3 separate regions of the Mus musculus genome follow, and all the other regions are linked to region 1. A link is a contact called in public HiChIP or PLAC-seq and promoter capture Hi-C data. All regions are on one chromosome and are shown on one strand. The core of a region is the stretch at or near the end of the contact, and the rest is flanking DNA. Distances in the headings are between cores, read along the strand shown.

Region 1 (4,622 bases), core at 703-3,202:
CTTCCACATCTCTTATTCCCCGTATGCTGGTGGGTTGTGGGCCTCTATTAATCTCCATCGACTGCAAAAAGAAACTTCTTTGATGAGGGTTAAGAGATGCACTGACCTATGGATATAAAGATAAAAACCTTAGGAAGCTGTCTAACACTATGACCATTTAGCAGAATAATAGCACTAGGATTTTTTAAATTTTCTTTTCTCCTTCTCCTTCTCCTTCTCCTTCTCCTTCTCCTTCTCCTTCTCCTTCTCCTTCTCCTTCTCCTTCTGGTTTGATAGGATCTCATTGTGTGCCCCTGGCTGATTTAGAACTCAAATGTAGACCAGGTTTACCTCGAACTCCCAGAGATTCATCTGCCCCTTCCTCCTAAGTGCTGCCATTAAACTTTCTCCAGCCTCTTTCCAACTCTCTCTGAAAACAGCGATCTTACCCCATTTCCTTCTCTAAAACTCTTATTTCCAAATCAATTCAACACAAACTCAGTAATCTGATCTCAAGTCCTTCTACAGCCTCCATTCAGTTGAACACATACTGCATTCTCAGGCACCGCTGCACCAAGCCGGGAAAAGTGATAGGCTTAGTTTCCACACAACACGCGGTTTGCTTTTATCTGTCCAAGCTTCGACACACCTTTTTGTGTCCACCTGGATTTCACGTCCCCACTGTCTCTAAAATCTCATCCTCCTCGTTTCTCCCGCCATGACACCTTCTGGTGCTCAACTTCTTCCAATTACATAATAGTTATTCATGCAGTTATTGTATTTCCACACTGGATTTTGAATCCTATTGAAACAAAATACCAGGGCTAGAGATATGGCTCAGTTATTAAGAGCACTTGTTGCTCTTACAGAGGACCAAAGTTCAGTTCCCAGCACTGACTTAAGGAGCTCACAAATCCCGGTAACTCCAGTTCCTGGGGATCTGACATCCTTTTCTGGCTTCCATCAGCACCTGTGTGCACAGTGGTACACACACACACACACACACACACACACACACTCACACACACACACATTTTAAAAGAATCTTTTAAAGGAGTGAAAGTACCACATTTTAGTGAGCCCCCTTATCAGCCATCTCCGTGTAAGTCATTTGCATGCACTAACAGATTCTTATTTGATCAATGCCTTACGCTGCAGTTTTCCCACTCAACGTTACAAAAAGTGTAGCTTGGGGAATCACGCTATTGATGGCAAAATCAGACTCCTCCCCAGGTTAAAATCGTACTTGTGTAGCTAGTACAATGTACACCACATTGTACTTGGGAGTCAATCTGTGCATATCCTATTAACATGCCAAACACAAAACAAAACAAAATTAAAAACAAAAAACCGGTGTCTCCACGTAAACAAACGTTCTGAGAGGGTTTGGATAGAGAGGTTGGACGGTAATGAGAGAAAAGGATGGTTTGAGAATTCCACTGTTAGGTTATGAGGCTTTTAAAACGAGCATTTAAAGTATTTGATTGCTAAGCAGGGGTATTTATTCTTCTCTTTCTGGTTGTTAGTACCTGTCATTTGTCACTCTGATTTTATTGTCTTGATCCCTGAGGATCAACCTTCTTTTCTATTCCCACAGCGTTTAACGAATTGCTCAACACACAAAGTGCGTACTTGTTGATTTTAACGTACGTGTGTTTGCGTGCGTGCACAGCAACTGGGCAGAGGACGTGGGTGTGGGATGCAGGAAACATTCCTTTTCCTCATTCTTTTTCCCTTAAGCAGCTGCAGCCTGCAGGCTTTCCGTCTAGGCGGGCAGAAGCAGAACCACTGACCCTTTAGCAAGTTGTCCCTCACAGAACAGGTGTCTCCCCCGCCTCTCGGAGGAGAGGGATGGCTGGCTGCTTAGTGACATGGGCCGCCGACCAATGAGAAGTCAGCCTCGGGCAGCCTCACCAATGGCCGTCCGGGGGGCGGGCCCGGTTTCCTGAGAGCCGGGCGGGCCAAGCTGGTCTGCGGCCGCGGTGGAGTCTCCGCTGCTCACGCTGCCCGCCGCGGCTTCAGCGGCGGCGCCGTTCCCTGGCCGCGCGGCTCCCCGACGCACGGTTCGGGCGGCTCCCGGCGCGGCGCGGCTGCCCCGGCGTTCGGGTCCCCGTGGCCCCGCGGCTCCCGCCCCGGGCTGCAGGGCGCACAGGTGGGCCGGTGGCCGCTGGGAGATAGGCCCCCCGGGGGCAGCGGCGGACCATGGCGCGGAGACCTGGCGTGCCGGCTGCCTACGGGGACGAGTTCTCCTTCGTCAGCCCGCTGGTGAAATACCTGCTCTTCTTCTTCAACATGCTCTTCTGGGTGAGATTCGGGGGGTCAGGGGGCACCCGGACTCTCGGGCATCTCTGGAGCGCCGAGGGGGCTGCCTGAGGCTGGGAGGTTTGGCCTGGGCTGCCCGGTGCCCAGGAGCGTGTCGAGTGGTGCTTCGTAGTTTTCTGAGCTGGTGACACTTGGGGGCATTTCTCCGGGGGAGGAAAACCACAGTGGCGCCGTGTCAAAAGGGGACGTTAAGAGGTGGGCAATCATCCTTGCTGCCAGGGATGAAGCTTTAGCAGGGATGAGGATCTGTGTCAGGCCATGAAATAAAAAGGGTTTGGGGAAAGAAAGAGCTGGCTGGACAGCCCCATGGGCATATTTCATGGTTAGGGACTTTCAGGCCTGGGGGCTGGAAGGCCCGACTGGCCATACGGGGCGCGGGGCGGGGGTGGAGGGAGAGAGAAGGAAGAGAAACCCCAAGCCTTCCTTCGCCCCAGTTCCTCAGGGGCTTGTGTCAAGGGACTATATCTGTCCCTTTTGCAGGCCTCGGGTGTCTGCTCCTGTCAGGGCTGAAAAGGGTTAAGAATGGTCTCCAGGTCCGATGTGTACCCCAGCATGGCCCTAAACTTTGCCCTACCTTCTTCAAGACCAGCTTCTCTACTTGGAGCTGACAGGCTTCAGATGATTCAAATAGGATTTTGTTGTTGTTGTTGTTGTTGTTGTTGGGCTGGAAGCTATGGCTCCTTTCAGAATCTTTTGTTTGGGGTGGAAAAGTGTAAACAATATTAACCCCGAGCTCCTGACACCTGGATTTCCGTCCCCTCTCTACCATCCTTATTGATTTGACTGATCTGGGTAAATATGTTCAAGTCCACAGGCCTGCCCTTCCTCCCAGCAAAAATCTAATGCAGTGTATTGGGGGATGGCAGGAGAGGGCTGAGAATTCAGGGGGAGGGGGAGCCCATTAGAGAATGCTAGCTGAGTCCTGTTTCATAGCCAGAGAGTGCGTGGGCCCCTCTGGATTTGATAACAAGGGGAAGTCCTTCCCCATCTCTCCATTCTTCTGCCAGCTTCTACTGCACCAAAGCTGCAGCCCAGAAGCCTATCATCTTTGCCTCTTTCAGCCTGAGACCAATAGTTCAGATTTGCCAGAGGGAATAATAGTGGGCCTGAACGGCCTCCTGGGAAAAGGCAGATCCAAGGCCACTGCTGGAAAGGTTTCACAGGGGCCCTGGTGTGAAGCACAGGCACAGGGTACATAAGTGCCAGCCTATTGGGACAAATGAGAGACATCCCAGAGGGTGGTGATGACGCTCACTCTCAGCCATTGTACTCTTGGGAAGATTGAAGTTTTGGGCTTCTGTCACAGTCTCGGTTTTGGAACTAGAAAATCCAGCAGTTGCTGAACTTCCACGGTTTTATACAGGAGAAAGTTAAATCGCAACAACAGTCAGGATTTTCACCCGTGGCACCAGCTGGTTAGCAGGCTTGGGCTGGTGATTTTCAATTGAGCCAGCATGTGTGTAGGGAAAGCCCGGGACTTGGATGGCTGCTACTGTGGCTGGGGTAACCAGTCAACCCAAGTTCTCTTGGCCTTACTTCTGCTTCCCTGGGAGATTTGAAAACAGCAAAAGCCCTCTCCACCACCCTGCAGGGCTGAGGGAATGTACTAAGGGGAACTCACCACAAAGGGGCAGGCACTAGTGAAACCACCTTCAGTGGGGCCTCACATGGGCTTCCCGGCCGAGGCCTTGCTCCTTTGGAGCCTCACTCTTACCTGCCCTCCTCAATGCCGGCAGCCAGTGCCTCTGTCACTCGTGTTCACGATCTCACAATCGCTTTCTTGGATTGTTTGCTTCCACCCTATGCCCTTTTATCAAACAAATAACTTTGGGAGGTTCACAGTCTGGAAGAGAGCCAAGCTCATAGGCCCATTTACCTTGGTGAAGAATGTAAACTATATAAATAAAATAATAATAATAAAACATCTTAAAGATGTAACCACAAACGCCTCATGAAGGCCTTTTGGCATCTGCACACATGGGTGACAAAATGCTCTCTCACCTGCTTGGAAAGCACTTGGATAAGCATGGTCCCGCCTAAAACCTAAAATAAGATAAAATAAAAAATGCTTTGTTTGAAATCAGAAGCTAGACATGTTGGTACTACCCCCAAATTAGAGCAGAACCCCCATTTTGAACCTACTACAGATGCAAAAATGTTGGTGGGTCTAGAAATAGTGTCTGGAAGGACAAGAGGCCCAGTTTCTTTCTGGCACCCACTTACTGTGTGACGCCAAGCCAACATATCCGACTCTCTGTCCTTAATCTTTTTCCTCTAAAGGAGGAATTTGTCTATTTCTGTGAACTATTTATAGATGAATA
Region 2 (4,622 bases), core at 1,586-4,085, 660 kb after region 1:
GGCTCAGATGGCAGAGGGTGTCACCAACCCTCTAGTGCTGTGGGAGTTGCGGAGAGAGGCCAGGCAAAGCTCTCGGGCAGGCGCTTGGTGGTCTACTCTCCTGGGGAGCAGAGAACTTCATTCCTACCCCAAAAGGATGGCTCCCTTAAAACAGACAAGCATCATGGTACATACCTGTGATCCCAGCACCTGCAAGGTAGAGGCAGGAGGATGGAGAGTTTAAAGCTGACTACAAGAGAACCTGTCTCAAATATCAAAACACAAGGCAGGGTGAAGGGGCACAAGCCTTGAACCCCAGCTCGTGGGCGGCTTGGCAGGCAGAATCTCTGAGTTTGAGTCCAGCCTTACAGTCACTACATAGCAAGAGGCATGTCAGCCAGGCTTACAGAGGGAGATACAGACCCTGTCAGGAAAAAAAAAAAAAAAAGGAAGGAAGGCCGGGTTGTATGCCTTAAGTCCCAGCACTCTGAGTTCGAGGCCAGCCTGGTCTATGGAGTGAGTTCCAGGACAACCAGGGCTACACAGAAAAACCCTGTCTCAAAATAAATAGATAGATAACTAAAATAAAACAGGGAGGGGAAAAAACAAAAACAAAAACAAAAACAACCAAGAGAACAGGTTGGTGAGATGGCTGCTGTTATGACAAGGACCCACCTAAAGGTAGACAGACAGAATCAACTCCAAAGTTGTCCTCTGACCTCCACTCTTGTGCCATGATAGACCCCTCCAATCACACACACATCTTTTTTTTTTAAATTAAAAAAAAAAATTAGGGGCTGAAAAGGTGACTTAAGAGTTAAGAACAAGTGTTGCTCTTCCAAAGGACGTGAGTTCAATCCCATACGTCTATGTCAGACAACTCACTTCCTGTGACTCCTGCTCTAGGAGACCTATGGCTTTTGGCACACACACACACTCTCCCTCTCCTTCTCCCTCTCAAAAACAGAAGCAAAACAAAACAGCACCCACCCACATCACTTCCTGTTTCTTGCCCGACCTCACTCACGGCCCCTTTGGCTTTTTTTTTTTTTTTTTAATAGGACCTCATGTAGCCCATGCTGGCCTTGAACTCACCACTTATCCAAAGCTGACCTTGAACTCCTGACCCCTCTGCCTCTGCCTCCCGAGTCTGGGTTCACAGCTTTCCATGTTGGCCTTCTAGTGCACAGATGAGCCCTGCTATGGGTGCAAACATTCCCCTCACAGAGGGTACCCCCAGTTTTTCTCCTGCCACACCCTTGCCTCCCTAATGCACTAAATCCAAAGAGCTGGGGACTTTCTTGTCATTTATCCTCATTTTTAACGCCTCAAAGAATGTTTTCTAACTCTGTTGTGATTTTAAGACTGATTTTTTGAACCACGGCACCCATATTTGCCCTCCTTTTACTTTGAAAAATTCCTGGGCTAAGTTTATGGGAACTGAGCCCAGATCACAGCTGACCACTGAGGAGCAAGAGAGCTGGGGCCCCTGCAGACCAGTAAGGTTCAGGGAGAGGATGGAGGTGTGGACCGTGTGGTGGAAGGAGGAGGCCACTGCCCTGTTCATTCTATGCCTTTTACTTTGACCTGTGAAGTGATTTTTCCAGAGACTCTGGGATCCCAGCATTGTGCTCACCTCGCAGTAGGCATTAGGCCTTCTGGCCTCTGATCTGGGGTGCTCACCTGCCTCAACTGGCTTTCTGAGGGGAAAAGAGGCAGGAAGTGGTGCAGCTGACCAGACTGAGCACAGGGAAGGCGCTCCTGACTCCCTGTGGCCTGCTAGTCCAGATCCAGGCTCAAGTGGCCGCAGGATAGATGACTCAGGTAAGCCGTGCAGGCCAAACAGGCAGTGTCCACAGCCCAGCAGGCCGGGCCTATAATTAGCTTGCCTGTTGTCTTCTTAGCACCATCTCCTAAGGGTGGCCCTGCTGGGCCCTGAGCCAAGGCTGGAGGAGGCTGGCAAGAATGTGGTTATCTCACTTGGTGTTTGGTTGCCCAAGATGCTGCTTCCCGATGCTTCTAAAACTGGGCATCGAGCTGAAGTACCAGCACCTCTGCTGATGGGGGAGAGCCACTGGGCGAGAAGAATCCTTCCCATAGCAAGGATGAGCTAGCGAGACATTCTGGGATGTTTTTGCCTGAGCCCAGTGCCCATTTCTTTTCCTCAGACCCAAAAGTCCCTACAGCCTGGAGACACGGGTGGCCAGGTGTGCAGCTAAGGATTGCTTAGCAACCACGTAACAAACATCAGGTCCCTTAGCTCTTAAGCAGCCCTTTGACATAGACACTGACTACTCCTGCCCCTTTTACATATCAAGAAGCAGAGGCCCCAGGAGCTGGCTCAGAAGACAGACTGATAACAAGGGCATCCAGTATTTGAGTCCAGATGGCCAGATCCCGACTGACTCTGAGCTGGCTTGGCCACAACCTGTGTGCCGTCTTGGCTGTCACTCCCCACTCTGACCTTGGCTGAATGCAGGGAGTCAGGCCATAGTCTTTGCAACTTTGTGTCTGGTTCTACCGCTGGACAGGTATGGAAAGGGCACTGGGTGGAAGGCCCTCCCTTCCCTGGCCCTGGACAGCCATGTTTACTTCTGGTTGGGAAGTGTGGCTTCATAGGCACCTGACTGACCTGACGGGGTGGTAATGAACTCATGACCTGTACCACTGACTCACGGGCCAAAGCTGCTTCCCCACTCCATTCCTCAGTTTCCCCGGTGGATCAAGGGGCAGTAATGACCTCTTTGTGTTCCGTGCCGCCATGAATCGGGGTCAGTGAGCATCAGTCACACACCCTGGAATGCTCACAAGGAAAGGGTCATCTGCCGGGCCCGAGCTGCACGGTTGCCCGTGATGACATTGCTCTGGCCCTTGGCCCTGTGGCCACGTCCTCCAGGTTTTGTTACTGGCTTAACTCTGTGGGCTGGGTTTGGAGTGACTCAGCCTGAGTGTTGGTGACACCTTGGGAGGACTGGCGTCAGTGCAGCCATGTGGAGCAAGGTGGCTGCCAGTGGCTCGTCTCCTCTTGTGGCTTTCTCTTCTGGCTTCCCAGTCAGTCTGGTCTTTAGGCATTTCTGCACGCCTCTAATGGTGGATACAATGTCTCTAATGCTGGATACAAGGGATTAGCCCTGAACTTTAAGGAGAGCATCCTCAGGAGTGCCTTTAATCCCAGCACTCGAGAGGCAGAGGCAGGAGGATTTCTGAGTTTGAGGCCAGCCTGATCTACAGAGTGAGTTCCAGGACAGCCAGGGCTATACAGAGAAACCCTGTCTCAAAAAAAAAAAAAAAAAAAAAAAAAAAAAAAAAAAGGAGAGCATCCTCCACTTCTCTGGATCTTCACTAAATACATTCTCTTTCCTCTTCTCTGGGCACCCACCTCCATGCTGTCCATTTTCCTATCACTGGACTGGTCTGTGCTACAAAGCAGGCAGCCCCAACTTCCAGTCTACACTGACTTAGACAAGACAAAGCCAGATGCTGTGGCGAGGCTGGCGAGGTGGTGTCTGCCTTCCATAAGAGCGCTAGGGAGGCACATGGAGGTGGGTCTCTGTGTCTGAGGCCAATCTAGTCTAAATAGAGCAGAGGTTCTCAACTTGTGGGTTGCAACCCAACGTGGGAGGGGTTGTCAAGTGACCCTTTCACAGGGGTCACATAAGGCCACCGGAAAACTGGTATTTACATTACCATTCCTAAGTGTAGCAAAATTAATTAGTCATGTAAAAAGAAAAAAAAAATCACGAGAAACTGTATTAAAAGGGCCACAGCATTAAGAAGGTTAAGAACCACTGACAAAATTTCCAGACCAGACAAGGCTACAAAGTGAGACATTTTCTAAGACAAAACAAAACAAAACAAATCAAAACACCCGAAAAATGATGCAGAAATGAGGGTGAACCATTTGGAAAGGAGAGTTGTCGCCCAGGGCCTGTCCCCCAGTGATTGGTGGCGGTGGGTCCGTGGTTGTTTGAAAGGCAAGCTGGAGTTTAATGTGAAGCACTGGCGGCACCTAATGGCTCTAGTGGGTACTGCTAGTATTACAGCTTGACACTATAGCTAACCTGACCTTGAGTCTGGACTAAATACCTAAGTTTTTGGAAAGTGGGCAGATGCTATGGCTCTCATAAAGGGGAAGTTTTCTAAGTTTTCTAGCCATTTACTACCTCATACGTCACATTTTCCTGGATGTCTAGTTACCTACAGAACACAGATCACTCTAGTTACACACGTTTTTGACCCACATTAGATAAAGAGCAACTTAAAAACTCTGAGTATCATTCCACTATATGAATAAACTACATTACAATAATAGTCCTGGGCTGGGGAGATGGATCAGCGGGTAAGAGCACTGACTGCTCTTCTGAAGGTCCCGAGTTCAAATCCCAGCAACCACATGGTGGCTCACAACCACCCATAATGAGATCTGGCATGTCTGAAGTCAGCTACAGTGTACCTATGTATAATAATAATAAATAAATCTTTGAAAAAAAAACAATAATAGTCCTTTGATTTTTTTTTTGAGGCAATGTTTTTCTTGTTTTGTTTTGTAAGACAGGGTCTCAGTATGTGGGCCATCCTGGAACTATGTAGGACAGACTGGCCTCAGTACACACAGCTTCACCTGATTCTACCTCCTGAAAGGT
Region 3 (4,622 bases), core at 1,205-3,704, 530 kb before region 1:
GAGCAAAGGTGGGTAAGAAAGAGAAGCCAGGTAAGTGCTGGCAGTGCAGATCCTAGAGCTAAGCCAGGAGAGACAAAAGCGAGCCAGGAAGGGCCAAGGGGTGGCAGCTCCTGGGCAAGGCAGTAATGTGTTTTTTTAAAACTACACATAACACGTGAAGATTGGTTTCTTTTCTCTTAGAACTTCCTCTCACAAAAGCCTATCACTCATCTTTCAAGAAATAAGAAAAAAACGAACAAACAAAAAAAGACCCTCCCCACTTCTCCATAAGTACAATAAAAATATAGCTGCTCATCTGTGAGGTTAGTGCCCAAATAAAGGCAAAACAGTAACTGTGTCTCCACGAAGAACTGCCACACACATTCAGACCCTCACAATTCTAAGTGCCATGCTAACCCCATTATAAAACACCCACCTCTCCTCTACACAGGAGTGCAACAGTTGTTTCTAGTACATCTCACTTGCCTGGATAGGAAGCTCATACATTTTCTTAAAAGGGGTATGAGAGACTGTAAGGATTTAGACCAAGAACACAGAAATCCACCTGCCTCTGCCTCCCGAGTGCTGGGATTAAAGGCATGCACCACCACGCCCGGCATTAATGTCCTTTTAAATGAATGTTTCTTTCTTGTTTTGTCTTTTGAGGACAACGTCTTATATAACCCAAGTAGGCCTCAACTTCCTGATCCTCCTGCCTCCACTTACTAAGTGCTGGGATTACAGTCAGATACCACCACTCCTGGCACAACATTAGTGTTGTAACATTTATTTACTTATGTGTGTGCAAAAGTATGGGAAAAATCTGGTAGGAGTTGGTTCTTTCTGTCTATCAGGTTGAAGTGGGTCCTGAGATCTCTTCTCGATGTACTCGTGAAAGTTGGACATAATTTATTCTTCTGCCAAGTCTTTCATTTTATCTGTCTCTCAATTAGATATTACTTTCAAACATGGGTGCTTCCTTCTACAATTGTTTGGGATTAAAGGTGTGTGCTGAAGCTGAGCCACACAACTAGAAATAGGATTTTCTAGTAAACACCACAATCTGAGGACTCAGTGTGATCGAATCTCCTGTCACACCTTCATTCACTTCCTCGTCACCCTGGCCACCAAGCTCTCTTCTCACACAAGGACATACTTGCTTTAATATCCTCAAGGTTGCTGTTTCCTGAATTCAGACTGTTTTATCCCCCCAGTTCTTAGTTCACTCTCCTCAAACAGGTCTTCCCTAGCCACCCTATCTACACACACACATTCCCTCTTTTGACTTTTCTCCTTAGCATAAATTTATCACCATTATCAACATATAGTTTGGCTATTTGTTGGCTGTCTTTCAAACCATAAGTGTATGAGAACAGAATCTGCGTCAGTGATTTAGTGTCACACACCTGTTGTATCCTAAGGGCAGCCAGCAATGTTCTAAAATACAGTTGGCATCCAACAAGTAATAAATAAATAAACAGATGAATGCATAGGATGTGCTAACGTGCTAATCAAACTGAGTCCTCTCACTAGCCAGATCAACTCCAGACCATTTAATGTCTTTAAAGATTATATTCCTTTATTTAAAAAAAATGGGGTTAAGGCTCTTTGTCCTATAAGATTGTTGAGAACATTAAGTAAGTTAACCCATGTCAAACTAAGCACTCTTCCGGCCTAGCAGCCATCTCAATAAGCCGCACTGGTGCTTTATTAAACGTTACTTTGGGATGTTTGTTGAAGACGGGGTCTCGCTATGTAATCCAAGTTGTCCTGAACTCGCTATTATATAGACCTGGCTGTCCTCGAATTACCAGCAATCCTCCTGCCACAGCCTTCCCAGATGCTGGGATTACTACCATTACTCCAAGCTAATGGGCCTGCGTTTGAACTCCTGAACACGCGTAATAAAGGGGAAAACGCAATGGAAACGTTAAGTGAGTGCTTTGCCTTTCATAAATCAACCTTATTGGCCGATCTCCAGCTGAGTCCGTTTAGAAAAGAATCTTAGCTCCCGGTCCCGTACTTCTGGAGAGAGCAAAGAACTTGCTGGGATGGCTCACGTCATTAATCGGAGGATTCAGGAGGCAGAAGCACACGGGCTACCGGTAGCGAATCCGAGGCCAGTTAGGGCTAAAGAGTGAGAGCCCTGTCTCAAAACAAACAGATCATAACTATAGAGCTCCCTGAAATTGGGTTGTTCCCATACCTTTGCACATGCCCTCTGCACCATCCCACTCCTTACCTTTCTCTGTCACCACGAAGCACTGCTTCACCGGACCCACCTGACTGAACAGCTCTTCCAGCTGATCGCTGCGAGCCGAGGGCGGGAGACGGCCCACGAATAAAGTCAGACCGGCCATGAGACCGAGAGACAAGCGCGTGAGGCTGCGAGCACCTCACGCCGGCGCGAGCGAGGGCTGGGATGAGCTCTGGCAGGAAGGCGGTGCCGAGTTGCCGGGAAATTCAGGAAGTCCTCTTTGCTCAAAAGAGTCCGGGAGGAAACGCAGACTGGAAGGAATAGTTCCGGAAAGAAAAAGAAAAATGACGTCCTGGGGGCGGAGCTTCTTGAACGACGGTCTCTGTGCAGTCCCAGCACCGCCCCCGCCACTGGGGGAAACTTGACATCAACAGCTTAAAATTCTCTTAAAATCTTTCATTTAGGAACTCGACCCCAAATTCACCAAAGCAGGCAGAAGTCATTTTCCCCCTAAGCCTGCCCTCATCTGACATAGAGTGGGTGTTCAATAAGTTTTTTTCTGAAGAGTTGCCACATATCACGCGGGGGGAAAAAAACACATATGCAAAACGTCATAGACACAAGCATGTAACATACATAATTTGAACTAGTCACATGTCCTCAGAAAACATGAGACAAACTGTCACTTGGCCGCAGAGACAAATTGTATCTACTAAAATCCCCAGAGAACAAATACTACGTACGAAATCATATTTTCAATTCTTACTGATTGAGCTCCTACTTATATATTAGGAGTAAAATTCATTGCCGAAAAAAAAAGACATGGTCCCTGCCGTCATATAAAATAGAGTCCAGAGTGAGAGACAGACGTTTATTTTTAAAATCTTACAAAATCTCTGCAAGATCACATCAGAGCACACGGAAGCCAAACATAACACCCAGCTATATGCACAGACCTAGGATGCACTGCTGCCCAGAGACAGAAGATCTTCATTTATGTCTGTTTATCAGACAGACTGGAGGCTACCCACAGTGTTTAACACTCAGTGGGCTTCACTGTCTGTCTTACATGGAAAAATGCTGTGCTTGCAGAATGCCTAGCTGCAAAAAGTACCCTAGGCACTTTTAAAGTCTTTACTTTTAAGTTACAACAGCTCAGTAGGTAGAAAACACCACAAAAGATGAAAGGCACAGTGAAAATCCCCAAGAGTTATCCACATTCAATATAATGGATGGACGGATGGATGGATGGATGGATGGATGGATGACGTGTAGGTAGTAGTGGTGGGAGGAATGTGCTAAGCATGAAATTTATGAAGTCCTAGTAGGCTTCAAATAATTAATATGTGCTTTTAGAAAAAGAACCCCCACCACAGTTATATTTTAAATAGATAAATCAGAAGAAAAGGCACTGAAATACAAAACAGATTGTCAAGGCTACCATAAAGTCGATCCTATCTTACATAAAAAGTAAAGTGGGCAAAAGAAGTAGAATCTTTTAAACAAAATTGGTTTGGAATTCCACATCCTCCTCAAGAATCAAATTCTAAGTGGGGCAGTGGTGGCGCACGCCTTTAATCCCGGCACTCGGGAGGCAGAGGCAGGCGGATCTCTGAGTTCGAGGCCAACCTGGTCTACAAAGCAAGTTCCAGGACAGCCAGGGCTACACAGAGAGACCCTGTTTCGGAAAACAACAACAACCAAGAATCAAATTCTATCCTCAAATACAAACTTGTATTGGGGGACCTAGTCATAGCTGTGGTAGATAAAGGGGGAAGAATTTAATATCCATTTGTAATCCTCCTCTCCCCTCAACAAACAAACAAACAAACAAACAACCGTTCTAAATACCCTAAGTCCAATTTTTCCTTAAAGGACAAAGACTAAACTGTTTCCCTACATCCATCAGGGGGCAGCATATACCCATAGTCAGGGTTCTGTGTCCCTCAGAATACACAGTAAAACTGAGCCTTCTCATCTTCCCCTTTATTCAGATGTGGATCCCCCATCTGTCTCCTGCCTCCTCCCCTTCTAGCCATGCATATCAGGAAGGGCATATGGTTCTTCAGCCAAGAATATTTGCTCATCCATCTACTCAGGACTCATGCAGTGTTCTTTATTAAATAGCAGGAGTCATGGAACCCTGCAAGGTGGCTTCCAAGGGAAATAAACTGCAGACCTATCCCTCATCCATCACTGTAGTGAAGCCTGGGAAGGAAAGAAGAGAAGCCTGGGATGTCCTTAGGCTTTCCCTCTGGCTCCACTCCTCACTCTCCCCAAAGGCTGAGCCTTCTATAAGATTAGGTAGTTCTTATTCTCCCCACTTCTCACAACTGTAATAATTGTTTGTGCTATAATGACTCTTCTATTAGTGCTTGCCTTTCCTCTGCATATCAAACATTCATAGTTTGTTTCCTTCTCTGCCTTTTTCAGTCTCATCACCTGA

Evidence for each region. Promoter capture Hi-C pulls out the DNA fragments that hold promoters and counts their contacts. HiChIP or PLAC-seq counts read pairs in DNA pulled down with a chosen protein or histone mark.
Region 2: an HNF4G HiChIP or PLAC-seq map of pancreatic cancer cells shows a contact between it and region 1. The contact joins the enhancer-like site here to the promoter of Tspan33 in region 1. A contact is called at or near these places in 10 of 39 promoter capture datasets (the 3T3-L1 cell line, the C10 cell line, cranial neural crest and 6 more), 6 of 484 Hi-C or Micro-C datasets (the N1E-115 cell line, cerebellar granule neurons, cerebellum and 3 more) and 1 of 115 datasets of contacts at active chromatin or transcription factors (pancreatic cancer cells).
Region 3: a contact with region 1 is called in a promoter capture Hi-C map of pre-B cells, with 3 times the contacts expected there. The contact joins the promoter of Rbm28 here to the promoter of Tspan33 in region 1. A contact is called at or near these places in 7 of 39 promoter capture datasets (the 3T3-L1 cell line, 3T3-L1-derived adipocytes, the C10 cell line and 4 more) and 3 of 115 datasets of contacts at active chromatin or transcription factors (bone marrow-derived macrophages, pancreatic cancer cells and pro-B cells).

Annotation. Positions count from the first base shown.
Region 1 is chr6:29,692,262-29,696,883 of GRCm38.p6, forward strand. Tspan33 (tetraspanin 33) reads left to right here and starts at 1,953. Exons shown (of 8, transcript NM_146173.3): 1 at 1,953-2,283. The coding sequence starts at 2,182.
Region 2 is chr6:30,353,991-30,358,612 of GRCm38.p6, forward strand. No RefSeq gene overlaps it. Among named protein-coding and RNA genes, the nearest start is that of Zc3hc1, 35 kb to the right of the region's middle. Within about 2 kb of position 2,836, at least 82 of the 459 cell types and tissues checked have an H3K27ac peak or open chromatin away from gene starts, as enhancers often do. A contact at or near this core is called in cerebellar granule neurons, cerebellum, liver and 1 more, where this site is marked.
Region 3 is chr6:29,162,270-29,166,891 of GRCm38.p6, forward strand. It overlaps Rbm28 (RNA binding motif protein 28), which reads right to left and starts at 2,455. Exons shown (of 19, transcript NM_133925.2): 1 at 2,222-2,455. The coding sequence starts at 2,339.